Linked DNA regions of Mus musculus: regions 1, 2 and 3 are each linked to region 4. The links are chromatin contacts, called in public Hi-C and HiChIP or PLAC-seq maps. All regions are on one chromosome and are shown on one strand. Each heading gives the region's core, a stretch centred on a gene start, on an enhancer-like site or on the middle of the called end of the contact. The rest is flanking DNA. Distances are from core to core; before and after follow the strand shown. Region 1 overlaps Focad (focadhesin). Region 2 overlaps Focad (focadhesin). Region 3 holds the start of Klhl9 (kelch-like 9). Region 4 has its middle 15 kb from the start of Ifnb1.

Region 1 (2,864 bases), core at 167-2,666, 140 kb after region 4:
AATGTGTCATTTCTTGCTAGTCTTCCCACCCATATTCTTAAAACATCCCCAGCCTGCCTTTGCCAAAATGACTTTAAAGAAGCCCAAGCATAAACTGTTAGGAATGTAAATGTTTTTGTTCTTTACCCGAATCCTATTTGGCAGAAGGTCAAAAATTCTCCCAGTAGCATCGCAGAGCAGACTCCAGAGGTGGTGGGAAGGACTGGGCAGTTTCATGGCCTGGCTCAGACCCTGTAAGGCACTTAGGCACATCTCAGGATGGCACGGTTGGGAAGCTGTTTTAAAAACTTCCACCATCAGGTTTTCAACAAAACCCTGGATCTGTTCATCAGACACGTGCTTTGCCCACAGAGGCATGGATACCAGGAGGTATTTCTTGATATTCAGCTGGAAGGGAAACAGATAAGCCAGACATAAACAAGTCCGTCTGAGTTTGTGGTGGTCAAAGCCCCTAGGTCATCACTGAGTTGGGGCAGACAGATTAAAAGCTGTGGGTTACTTCTTTCTCCTGCATTTTCCCATGGCTTCATAGTCCAAAGGGTCACTATTAACTATTAAGAGACACTAGTAATTATAGCTGTTCCGGTTACTTCTCATCCAGCGTGACACATGTGTACCTGTAGGATCCATCAATCTGCTCAACTGAAATTGTTGAATAGCTTAAACCTGTTCAGAGATGGGAACTAAATGCCACTTCTGAAAGGATGTCATGGTTGCCATTCTGATTTTTTCTTATTGTTTTGGCTGTTTTGTGTATGGTATATGCATATATATATATATATATATATATATATATATATATATATATATATTTGCTCACATATATGGGTGTGCAGGTGCACAGGTGTCAACTTCAGGTGTCTTTCTCAGTCATACTCCATCTTTGTTTTTGAGACAGCATTCCTCACTGAACACAGAGTTTACCAATTGGATAGTCTGGGTGGCCAATGAGCTCCACAGGTCGTCTGTCTTCACTTCCTCAGCAAACACACACACACACACACACACACACACACCACATCCAAGCTTTATATGAATGCTGGAGATCCAAGCATAGGTGTTTATGTTTTCACAGCAAACATTTTACCCATTTCCTCATCTTCTCCAATGCAGTCTTAAAACCATATTCTCTAGCAAGAGAAGCTATCAATCTATTCAACTACTCTGCTTCACGTATACCTTAGATCTTTGCAGGGATGGGAATAAAATGTACTTCTGAAGAATGTCATAGTTGCTATTCAGATGTTTTTCATTGTTTCTGTAGTGTGAACTTTATGTATGCATGTGTGCAGGTACACATGCAGGTGTGTGACGTTGAAGTCAAAGATGGGAAGCCCATCTGCTAAAAAATCAACTACACAAAGCATCGGATACTTTAATCATCTTTTGAGGGAAAACAGGGAAGTGGAAAGAGGAACTTGCATGCTGGGCTGCTTCTGAGCAAAGAGCCAGGCACTGAGCATGTGGGCCTGACCATGGCACACAGTGCATGAGAGTCAAGATGAGGCACGACTAGTGTTAACTGTTACATGGCAGTTCAAACATAATACAAGTTTGATACTAATGGACAAGTCTAAATGAAGTAGGCTTGGAAAAAAAAGGTAATGAAATCTTTCCAGTGAATTTTCTAAAGAGCTCATCTTCAAGAATATTCCAGCTTAAATAATTTTAAGAATTAACAACATACACCCATTACCAAACCAGATGTAAAGAGCCACATAGGTCTAAACCAGAAATGGAAGGCCTACAGAACTGTAGAGAAAATTCTCAGGTCAACGGAATAGGCTGCTGGACACTTGACTCAACAGAAAGAAAGAGTTCATGGTACAAAGCTTGGAAGTCCACCACATATTGGCTTCCCACATATTTCCCTATCAAACTGTGCTTAATTCCTACAGGTCTCAGGCTTATCAATCTATAAAGGAGAAATAACAAAGCATCCTTCCTAGGTACAAAGCTTCATAATACAATTCAATGCTAAAGACTTTCTAAAATGTATGTACAGTTTAAATGTATAGGGGTAGCTACACAAGGCCTGTAGGTGTTCAAGCCAGACCAAGCCAGCATGGACAACAGAGAGGGGAAATGGGCACAAAGTCCCATTCCTAGCTTAGGAGCTATGAGTAACTGACAACTTCTAGGAAGAAAGTCAGCTTCATTATGCATGTGGCCCCTGGTACATCTATGTCACTCCAGGAGAAGGCCACATGCCCAAGAGTATCTGGGCAGCATAAATTGGTCTTGATGGATTTAAAGAAAAAGAGAAAATGGACACAAAGTTGGGTGGGTAGGGAAGGGGGTGGGTATGAAAGGACAGTGGGATGGAGTTAATACAGTCATAGCACACTGTACACATTTCTCACGGAAACCATGAAACAGTGAGAGAGGAAAAGAAGGACAGGGTCTGAAGAGTGAAGTGCTGGTGTGTACAAACTTTCAATCTCCAGCCCCCATGTGAAAAAGCATGGCAGTGTGCCTGCAATCCCAGAGCTTCCTGTAAACCCAGTGCTGGGGAAACACAGGAAACGGAATCCCTGGGGCATGCCCACCAGACAGTTTAGCCAAATCATGAGCTCCAGGTTCAGTGAGAGACCCTGGCTCAAAAAAAATAGGAGTACACCTAAGGAAGACAGGCAACACTGGCCTTTGACCTCCACTCCCCATACTCTACATAACCCATGCACCTGTACATCACACACACACAGGAATAATTATGGACAGCACATTCTTGATGGCTTGAGTCTCAGCTGAGACTAACTAAAAATAGGCCCAATGTCATGTTGTGTGGTATGAATATCCATGACAATGACTAGAAACATAAATGCACTAAAACTCACCGAAGTTTACCATTAAAGTAGCCACTT
Region 2 (2,889 bases), core at 285-2,784, 230 kb after region 4:
AAGGAAGGGGAATAACATTTGAAATGTTAAATAAATAAAATGATTAATAAATTAGAAAAACAAACCAATGGATTGTTTCATCTGTGTGTGTAAGTGTGTATGTGTGTTCCTGCTCACATGTGTATACATGTGTATGCATGGAGGCCAGAAGCATGTTGAATCCCAGAGAGCTAGAGTTAAACAGTCATGAGTTGCATAATGTGGCTGTTTGATCTCGAACTCCAGTTGACAAGACAGTTAACCTCCACAACAACACAGTTAAGCACTAGGTCATGGGAACTCAATCTGAACTAAAATCCCATTTGGCAAAATCTCTCACAAATAATACTGCCATTTTCTCCTCTCTGTGATATGTTCTAGGTCCTCTATACCTCAAGCTACAAGTGCCTTAATCCAGGCACATCCTCTGCTCATACATAGCCCATAACTTCTGATACATTAGCTAAATTTATCATAGCTTCTACTAGCCCACACCTTTTTAAAATTTTTCTGTTCTGATAACTTTTCAAATCAATTTTTCATAAAGAGTTTAAACTTGGATTTGTCCTGAAAATACCTATACGCAGGGCTTAAAATGATAAAGGTAGCGAATCTCTTTCTTCTCCATGCTAACCCAGGCGATGACTGCAAATAGCAGGTACAGAAATGACCTGTTTTCCTCTGCTTTGCTTAAGCATTTTTACCCAGGAGAAACAATACTTCTCCCACAATTCCTTCTCTTAACTGAATGATAGGCACTGTTATCAAAAAAGACTTCAAGTACTCTGCAGGAGCCAGCATGCTGATGGCATGGGTGACGGCACTTGCTTGCTGCCAAGCCTGACAGCCTGAGTTTCACCCTAGAATCCACAAGGTAGAAAGAAAAAAGTACCTCTTACAAGCTACCCTGTAAATTCTATGTGTGTCACAGGCATGCACATACATAAAAAGGTAAAGGAAGGGGTCAGAGGGTGCTCAACACAGGGAAGTGTTAGCCTCTGAGCATCACGACCTGGGTTCCATCCCAGAAACCACATGGTGGAAGGGAAAGCCACTCACTTTCTGCAAGTTGTCCTCTGATGCCCACATGCACATGTATAGATCCCCTGCTGCCCCCCCCCCCCCGCACACACACAGTTTTTAAGAGAAACAAAGGGAGTACTTTTTCTTTACATAGGTTGAAATTCAATCTAAACAATGTAAACAATCTAAACATTGCTGAAATAAGTAAACAAGTAAAATCTTTCCAGGCTACTTCCTCATAACACTGCAGGGCAGTGGGGAAGTGTCAACTCTCTGTTGTAGAAACACAGGACTAATCATCTTATTTGGCCAGCTATTTTGGAAGCATTAAAAGCAACCTATGCTAACTGTAGCAAAGTAAAAAACAAAACAAAACAAAACAAAACAAAACAAAAACCCATTCCAAACAAACTCCTGTTCCTACACATAAAGGGAAGGGGAGACCAAAACACAAAGAGCCAATGGGGCATAGGACAGCACCTACTTCATGAATGAGAGCCAGTGTTGTCTGCTTGAAGCTTCGCCCTCTACTGGCCATCAGCCGATTCAGTGGCTTGCCATCTTTGCTCTGATACATGGCAAGATCATAGCAAAACAGCATGCCACCTTTCAAAAGAAAGAAATTCAGGATGAGCATTTTCAATGAGAGAAAATTACAAATTATATTCCCAGTAATTCACACTCAGCCAATTTGAATGCAGAAATTATCAATGAAAATATAAATTATTGAGCAAATTATTATTTTTGAATATTAATGTCCAAAGAATGAAAAAAGTGGATATAAAAATTAACATTTAAAATATAATTTATTTACAAGTCACTTATAATTAACATTTACCAGTATAAATATTTACAAAAAAGGAAATTTATAATTTGAATTCATTTCACATTTTACAAAACATTGGTACTATTAAACTTTATCCTAAGATAAGTTTCATTAAATAAAAGTATGTGCATAGTATAATGTCAGCTCTTGATAACTTAAGGCCCTTAGCCCATGCCCACACACGAAACAAGCTGAGATTCCACGTGCATCAACAAGCTTTTGGTTGGGCCTCTTTTCCCCACCTTTGTAACTGTGGTTAACTGAGTTCTCAATGAACTCCCAGCACCAGGTAGGCCCCAAGTCAATCAAAAGCCAAGGAAGCCAGTAAAGTAATTTATGGTAACCCCAGGAAACCTGTGGAAAATTGGTAATTCTGAGCCAACAAAAAGACATACTGAAGGACCGAGATGGCAAAACATACAGATGACTACATTTCCAACATGTATTCTTAGTAGTGACAGAGAAAGGTGCACACTTTATAAACATGGCTCAGTAAATTGTTTTTCACTGAGAAGACATGTCTAAGCAGAGCACAGAACAAGAACCAAGTCATTATGTGCCTCTCAGAAGCCTTTGGGCACACCTTCCTGTCACGCCTCCAACTCGGCTGGCAGCACCACTTCTAGCTGCCACTTTGCCTATCATGGCTCTTTTTATGAATGGAGTTAGAACATGAATATGTCTTCACATCTCACTTCCTTCACCCACCCTCGCTGTTTTGGGAATCATCTTGCTCTCACTGGCGATGGTCTCCTCACTCCCTCATCATATTCCTTTACATGAATATGCAAGAGTTGTGTATTCTTTTTACTGCAAACAGGCACCAGGTAGCTCCTGAGTTAAACACTGGGCAAATAGTACTGCTGTGGACTTACGTCTCTGGCAGCACCAATCGGGGTTCAAGTTCTGGAAAAATAAAATCCCAAGTACTGTGGGTATTTGTTCAGAATCAATTTTAAAAATATCAGAGGAACTTATATTTGCAACAGCTGTCCTAGTTACTGCAGCGAAAGCCTTTGCTCAGTGCCCATGGGGAACGGTTCCAAAACCCCCATGGTTAG
Region 3 (2,986 bases), core at 107-2,606, 180 kb before region 4:
CCTACAGGTAGAAATTAATCTCTCGGAAGTGCCTCTTCACAGCCAGGTGACATGTCAGAGCCACTCAGGAAAGGCTTACCCCAACTCCTGAACCAAGCAGCCTCCCAGAACTTAGCTCCTGGGAAGAACTTCTCAAGACCATTCTCATTTCAACAAAGCTCTGGTATAACAGGGCACCTGGGGGGGGGGGGGGGAAGGAACGACGACCACAGGTTGTTCTACTAGTTTGGGGAAAAGAATGTTGTTCTACTAGTTTCCCGGGATTGCTGCAATTGGCCGGAAACCACCGGGAGAAGAAGGAAGGAGAAATAAAGGAAGATTAATCACCTATAGTTAAGTAAATTACATACATTTTTTTGGGGTCATCAACAGGTTGTAAGTAAGCTCTCTATATACCAATTTTGGAAAATCTTGAACTGGAAAAAAAAAATCCAGTAGGATACATGCCATTTAGAAAAGAGCCAGGAAGTGGAGCATAAGAATGTAAGTATATTCTTAGTCTGCATACAAGTAAACGCTAGAAGGATTTGGAACTTCGAGAACAGAGAACTACGGCAAATTATATACTTATTCTCAAATCAAAGTTAAAATTTGCCAGTAGCTAGAGAACTGCATGTTAATAAAAAATACTTATAAAAGCAAAGTTCAACACAAGGGAAACGCAAAGGGTAACTATTTTGGAAACATTGACTTGAATATTCTACCAAATATTATCATTATCCAAATCAGGATAACGTTTTGTGTTCAAATCATCTGCGCTTATTACAGAGTCCATAAGATAATGGAGGACATTTGTACACTGATGAAAACAGTGGACAAAGTAAACTATAACATGCTCAACTACTGGAAAACTGTAGCCAGTTAAAAATAGTGTTTGGAAAACAAAACCCTGAAAACCGTATTTATGAAGGCATTATCTCTCCTGCCAAATATTAAAAAAATGTATCATTAGGACCAAAATTTAGTGGCAAGTTAAATCTCATGTGTCTTAAATGTTAAACAAACAAACAAAAAACCTTTTACAATCAACATTTTTAATTGAGTGTGACGCAAACTGTAAAACTGTTCTTGAAGAAAATAAATAAATAAAACGATACAATGATTTCTTCTGCCAGGCTTCTTGTGTTTGAACAAAGGTTGCCTTTCGTTGCTGCTCTGGCAAAGACCTTAAGCGTAAATCTTGAAAAGAACGCGCTCTTGAAAAGCAAGCTTAAGCACACGCACGCGCATTCCTACAAGCTTACATAATGGACCCTGCACCGGCCTCGCTGGCCGGCCGGAACCCCGCCCCCAGTCCCGCCCGCGCCCTGCCCCCATCCACCGCCCCCTTGCCAGCTCAGCCGCGCAAGCGCACTAGCTGTGCAGCCGCTCCTAGCCCGGGGGATCCTGGGATTCTGCCTTTCCGGAAGGTCGGGCTGGCTCTCGGTGCTAGGCCGCCGTTCTAGGCCCAAGTCGGGATTCCAGGCCCTGCTCCAAGCCAAGTCCGTAGCCGCGACGACACAGCGGGGATCGCAGAGGACGCGGCCGCAGCTCGTTGGGGTGGCTGAGCCTTGGAGGGCGGCAGCCGGGGTGCGCAGGCCGTGACGGCCCCTCCCCCGCCCTGAGCGCAGCGGCGAAGGACGACAGCCCGGGACCGGAGGAGGTGAAGCGGTCACGTAACTGCCCCGGGTGATGACTCACCCGCTCTCCTGGCAGATTTGAGGTGCGTGCTGCTGTTGCTGCAGGGCGGACGTCGGTGTGCCCAGAGCGGTGCTGCGGCGACCGCTTGCTTGCCCTTGGTTCGGCGGCCCCGGGGTTTCCCGAGAGCGTTCTCTTTGTAACGTCTGCGGCCTGCAGCTCGCAGCGAGCTCCGGCTTCTCCCATGAAGGTGTCTCTGGGTAACGGCGACATGGGCGTCTCTGCCCACCTGCAGCCTTGCAAGTCTGGAACTACGCGGTTTTTTACCAGCAACACGCACAGTTCGGTTGTATTGCAAGGCTTTGATCAGCTCAGAATAGAGGGCCTACTTTGTGACGTGACGCTGGTACCTGGCGATGGAGAGGAAATCTTCCCGGTTCATAGAGCCATGATGGCGTCTGCCAGTGATTATTTCAAGGCCATGTTCACTGGAGGAATGAAAGAGAAAGATTTGATGTGCATCAAGCTTCATGGGGTGAACAAAGTTGGTCTGAAGAAAATCATTGATTTTATTTATACTGCAAAACTGTCTCTTAATATGGACAATCTTCAGGACACTCTTGAAGCTGCCAGCTTTCTACAGATCTTGCCGGTTTTGGATTTTTGTAAAGTATTTCTTATATCAGGCGTCTCTTTGGATAACTGTGTGGAGGTTGGCCGGATTGCTAACACCTACAATCTTATAGAAGTGGATAAATACGTAAATAATTTCATCCTGAAGAACTTTCCTGCCTTGTTGAATACTGGGGAGTTTCTGAAACTCCCCTTTGAACGGCTTGCCTTTGTGCTTTCCAGCAATAGTCTCAAGCACTGTTCGGAACTTGAGCTCTTCAAGGCAGCCTGCCGCTGGCTGAGGCTGGAAGACCCTCGGATGGACTATGCCGCAAAATTAATGAAGAATATTCGCTTTCCACTGATGACACCACAGGATCTCATCAACTATGTGCAGACAGTAGATTTCATGAGAACAGACAATACCTGTGTGAATTTACTTTTGGAAGCAAGCAATTACCAAATGATGCCGTATATGCAGCCGGTGATGCAGTCGGACAGAACTGCCATTCGATCTGATTCTACTCATTTGGTTACCTTAGGAGGAGTTTTGAGACAACAGCTAGTTGTCAGTAAAGAGTTACGAATGTACGACGAAAGGGCGCAGGAGTGGAAGTCGTTAGCGCCCATGGATGCTCCTCGATACCAGCATGGCATTGCTGTTATTGGAAATTTCCTTTATGTAGTTGGTGGCCAGAGTAATTATGATACAAAAGGAAAAACGGCTGTTGATACAGTTTTCAGATTTGATCCTCGT
Region 4 (3,202 bases), core at 639-3,138:
ATATACAGCAGAGGACTGCCTGGTCTGGCCTCAGTGAGAGAAGATGTGCCTAACCCTTGAGAGTCTTGAAGCCCCAGGGATTGGGGAGGCCTGGCATTGTGTGTGTGTGTGTGTGTGTGTGTGTGTGTGTGTGTGTGTGTGTGTGTGTAAAATCCTCTTGGAGACAGGAGGAGAAATGGGATGAGGAACTGTGGGAAGGCAGACCAGGAGGGGGTTAACAACTGGACTGTAAAAAAATTAAGGTAATTTAAAAAGGAAAAGAAAAGAAAGGAAAAGGTCAAGATATAGAAGAGAAATTTGTGTAAATTACATATCTCACAAGGAATCCAGAATGCTACAGAAGGAACTAATAGAACCCAGTAATAAGGAGAAAACCCAATTTTAAAGACAGACAAATGGCAGACTTGGGCCATAGTTCAGTCTGTACATGAATGTCTCACACACATGAAGATCTGAGTTATCTGATCCCCAGAACCCACATTTTACAAAGCCTGGTGTGACCACCTGCTAGGAAGATGGAGACAGACAGATCCCTGGGACTCACTGACCACACTGCCTGGCACACTCAGGATGTTCTAGGTCACTGAGAGGCCTTATCTGAAAGAGAGAGAGAGGGAGAGAGAGAGAGGGAGAGAGAGAGAGAGAGAGAGAGAGAGAGAGAGAGAGAGAGAGAGAAGAAAGGAATGTACTTGACACAGGCAAGAAAGTTTAAATTGGATGTGACTAGCATCACTAGGGAAATTCTCATCAAAATCAGAATGAGCTACCACTTCAGACCCATGTTAAAAAAAAAAAAAACCAACTAGAATCAGATAAGGAGATAACACATATCAATGAAAATATGGAGAGACAGGAACCCTGCTAAATTTCTGGTGGGCTGCTGTGCCAATGACAGGGAGCTCAGATGCAAATCTCAGAACAATGGATTTTCTAGCATATTCATGTATGCAAAGACTCATAGGTCCAAAGCAGAGAGTAAAATGGAGAGACACCCACACATAACCTTCATGTTAGAACTGATGGAAGTTTAGGAGAGAAGGTGAAGTAAGCTGAAAGAAGGGTTGGGGTACACAAGCAGGAGCTAAGGCAATGAGTTGACAGATGGGTGTTTTATAAATAAAGCATATGGGTTGTACTGAAATGAAAAATGTCTTCCTTTGGTTAGGAGTGGCAGATGGGAAGCCCGCTAGGTATTGAATGTTCCTGTTAAACGTCTAAACTAGAGGACTACATTTAGTGTCTTAACACAGGGAAAGAAGAAAGGTTGGTGTGCAACCAGTTTCCTTAGCTATAAATTTTAAATGAGTATGTGATACTAGGTCATAGACTTGTGGCTCATTGTTTTGTTTAGTTGATTTGCTCAGAATGGTACCTGGCTGCGAGTGAGTGTTCCTTGTGCCTTGGATCTTCTATGTTAATAACCATTAGAACATTCTAGGTTTATGAGCTGAGGCAAAGCCATCCCAAGAGAACTGGTCAGGAACTTTGTTAGGCTAACTTCACTTCTTACAAGGAAGAGGACGAGAGAACCATTTGCTAGGTGCCCGCACCAAGCTTTTTGCCAAAATTTCCAAGTTACAGCTAGTGCCATTGCTCTTGGCACCGTGCTGCCTGGTTACAAGACCACACCTTATTCAGCACTTTTCTATTTCTCTTTGTGTTTAGGCACAGTAAAGTTTTCGCCAGAAAAGCATAAGGCAGGCAGAAGGAAAAAAAAATCCCCTGTTCTGAGAAGATAGCTGGACTACTTTCAGCCTGGCTGGAGGGGACTCCTGGCCCCGATCTTCAAATCCAGTCTGACAACTAACGTGTTTAGTTTCCCTTTCGCCTGTTGTGTCATCCTCTTTGTTATTTTTGTGCTCGTGGTTCATAGTTCATTACGCAACCCTTGGTGAGGAAATCACTAAGTTGAGTTCTAAGTTTAGCGATGCAGAGAGTGTTGCTTTGGCTGTTTCTCTGTAGAAGGCCAGAAACTGAGACAGGAAGCAAACAGAGAATGGACAATGGCGTGTGTACACTAGCGGGGGTGTGGGGTTGGTGGGGGTTGTGTCTTCTTCGGCTTTGCTCACCCCCGGGAGGGAAGGAGTAAAAGGAGGAATGGCATTTGTACGAGATCGTCTCATGTGGTTATGGTAGCTGAGAGGTCACAGGACAGGCTACCTGCAAGCTGAAGGCCTCGGGATACCAGGAGCACAGCTCAGTCCAAGTTTGGAAGCCTCCAAACCAGAAAGACTGGAATATAATTCTATCCCAAGACAAAGAACAAGAACTCTAGGAGGCCATTGCAGTCAAAAGGACTGACAGATCCTGCAGTTGTGCTCAGAGGCAGAAAAAGGCACTTGTCCAAATGCAGGGGGGAATAGAGGAAGGCACACACTCTTTGCCCCGTTTGTTCTACCTGGACCCCTAAGTGATTGGTGCCTCTACTGACCCTCCTGATTCAGTTTACTACCTCACCCATCATTTCCTTCTGAAAACACATCACAGAATACCCAGAAATGACACCTTGCCATTTAATCATCCAGTCAGGTTGACACTTGCAAGTCCCTAAACCCATCGCTAACAATGAACGAGAAAGCAGCTGTGCACAGAGCTGTCTGTTACGCCAAAGGAAAAGCAAATCCAGGCTCTGCGCCAACGGGAGTCTGTCAGGGACAGGATGGATGGTCCTGGGTGAGCAATCCTGTGTGTCTCAGGATCCTTAACCCACGATGAGAACATTCCAACTGTAGGAGAGTGCAGGCTGGAAGATCATCTGGTCATCTTTTGTATACAGAAGGACAAAAAGGTTCTTACCAGTACCACATTTGTCGTCAACACCCTGAAATAAGAGTCTAGAAAGGAAAAATTAAGCAAAGTTTGAGCGCGTCTCTGTGACTTGGGAACCTTTAAAATTGGAGGTTCAAGGTGGGCATGATGGCACACCTTGAATTCCAGCACTCTGGAGGCAAAGGCAAGCACATCTCTGAGTTTGAGGCCAACTTGGTTACCAGAGCTAATTGCAGGGTAGCCAGGACTCCACAAAGAAACCTAACCTCAACAAAACAAAACAGACAGCAGGTTTTATGATCTGGTAAGTGGACATAGTGACCTAGTGGCAGGAAACAAGTAGGTGTGTGTGTGTGTGGAGGGGGGGGTGTCAGCAAAGCACCTTGTGGAGAATCCTCTTGTGGCCTTCCTGTTCTCATTCCTTTCTTCCACG

Evidence for each region. A called contact is a pair of places that touch in the nucleus more often than the background predicts. HiChIP or PLAC-seq counts read pairs in DNA pulled down with a chosen protein or histone mark.
Region 1: an H3K4me3 HiChIP or PLAC-seq map of bone marrow-derived macrophages shows a contact between it and region 4, with 4 times the contacts expected there. The contact joins two enhancer-like sites. A contact is called at or near these places in 1 of 39 promoter capture datasets (macrophages), 1 of 15 datasets of contacts at CTCF or cohesin (the NIH/3T3 cell line), 7 of 484 Hi-C or Micro-C datasets (the CH12 cell line, Th1 cells, bone marrow-derived macrophages and 3 more), 4 of 115 datasets of contacts at active chromatin or transcription factors (bone marrow-derived dendritic cells, bone marrow-derived macrophages, microglia and 1 more) and 3 of 9 other capture datasets (adipose tissue, liver and macrophages).
Region 2: a Hi-C map of bone marrow-derived macrophages shows a contact between it and region 4, with 8 times the contacts expected there. The contact joins two enhancer-like sites. A contact is called at or near these places in 2 of 39 promoter capture datasets (the 3T3-L1 cell line and hippocampal neurons), 1 of 15 datasets of contacts at CTCF or cohesin (pro-B cells), 59 of 484 Hi-C or Micro-C datasets (the 3T3-L1 cell line, 3T3-L1-derived adipocytes, the Ba/F3 cell line and 41 more), 6 of 115 datasets of contacts at active chromatin or transcription factors (the NIH/3T3 cell line, bone marrow-derived dendritic cells, bone marrow-derived macrophages and 3 more) and 2 of 9 other capture datasets (liver and macrophages).
Region 3: a Hi-C map of liver shows a contact between it and region 4, with 2.4 times the contacts expected there. The contact joins the promoter of Klhl9 here to the enhancer-like site in region 4. A contact is called at or near these places in 1 of 39 promoter capture datasets (liver), 2 of 15 datasets of contacts at CTCF or cohesin (CD8 T cells and the NIH/3T3 cell line), 2 of 484 Hi-C or Micro-C datasets (liver and muscle stem cells) and 2 of 9 other capture datasets (adipose tissue and macrophages).

Annotation. Positions count from the first base shown.
Region 1 is chr4:88,394,498-88,397,361 of GRCm38.p6, reverse strand. Focad (focadhesin) reads right to left here. Exons shown (of 44, transcript NM_001081184.1): 38 at 127-387. Among named protein-coding and RNA genes, the nearest start is that of Hacd4, 43 kb to the left of the region's middle. Within about 2 kb of position 1,416, at least 11 of the 459 cell types and tissues checked have an H3K27ac peak or open chromatin away from gene starts, as enhancers often do. A contact at or near this core is called in bone marrow-derived macrophages and microglia, where this site is marked.
Region 2 is chr4:88,308,511-88,311,399 of GRCm38.p6, reverse strand. It overlaps Focad (focadhesin), which reads right to left. Exons shown (of 44, transcript NM_001081184.1): 21 at 1,487-1,608. Among named protein-coding and RNA genes, the nearest start is that of Hacd4, 130 kb to the left of the region's middle. Within about 2 kb of position 1,534, at least 4 of the 459 cell types and tissues checked have an H3K27ac peak or open chromatin away from gene starts, as enhancers often do. A contact at or near this core is called in bone marrow-derived macrophages, where this site is marked.
Region 3 is chr4:88,720,878-88,723,863 of GRCm38.p6, reverse strand. Klhl9 (kelch-like 9) reads left to right here and starts at 1,356. Exons shown (of 1, transcript NM_172871.2): 1 at 1,356-2,986. The coding sequence starts at 1,862.
Region 4 is chr4:88,536,272-88,539,473 of GRCm38.p6, reverse strand. No RefSeq gene overlaps it. Among named protein-coding and RNA genes, the nearest start is that of Ifnb1, 15 kb to the right of the region's middle. Within about 2 kb of position 1,888, at least 121 of the 459 cell types and tissues checked have an H3K27ac peak or open chromatin away from gene starts, as enhancers often do. A contact at or near this core is called in CD8 T cells, the NIH/3T3 cell line, adipose tissue and 4 more, where this site is marked.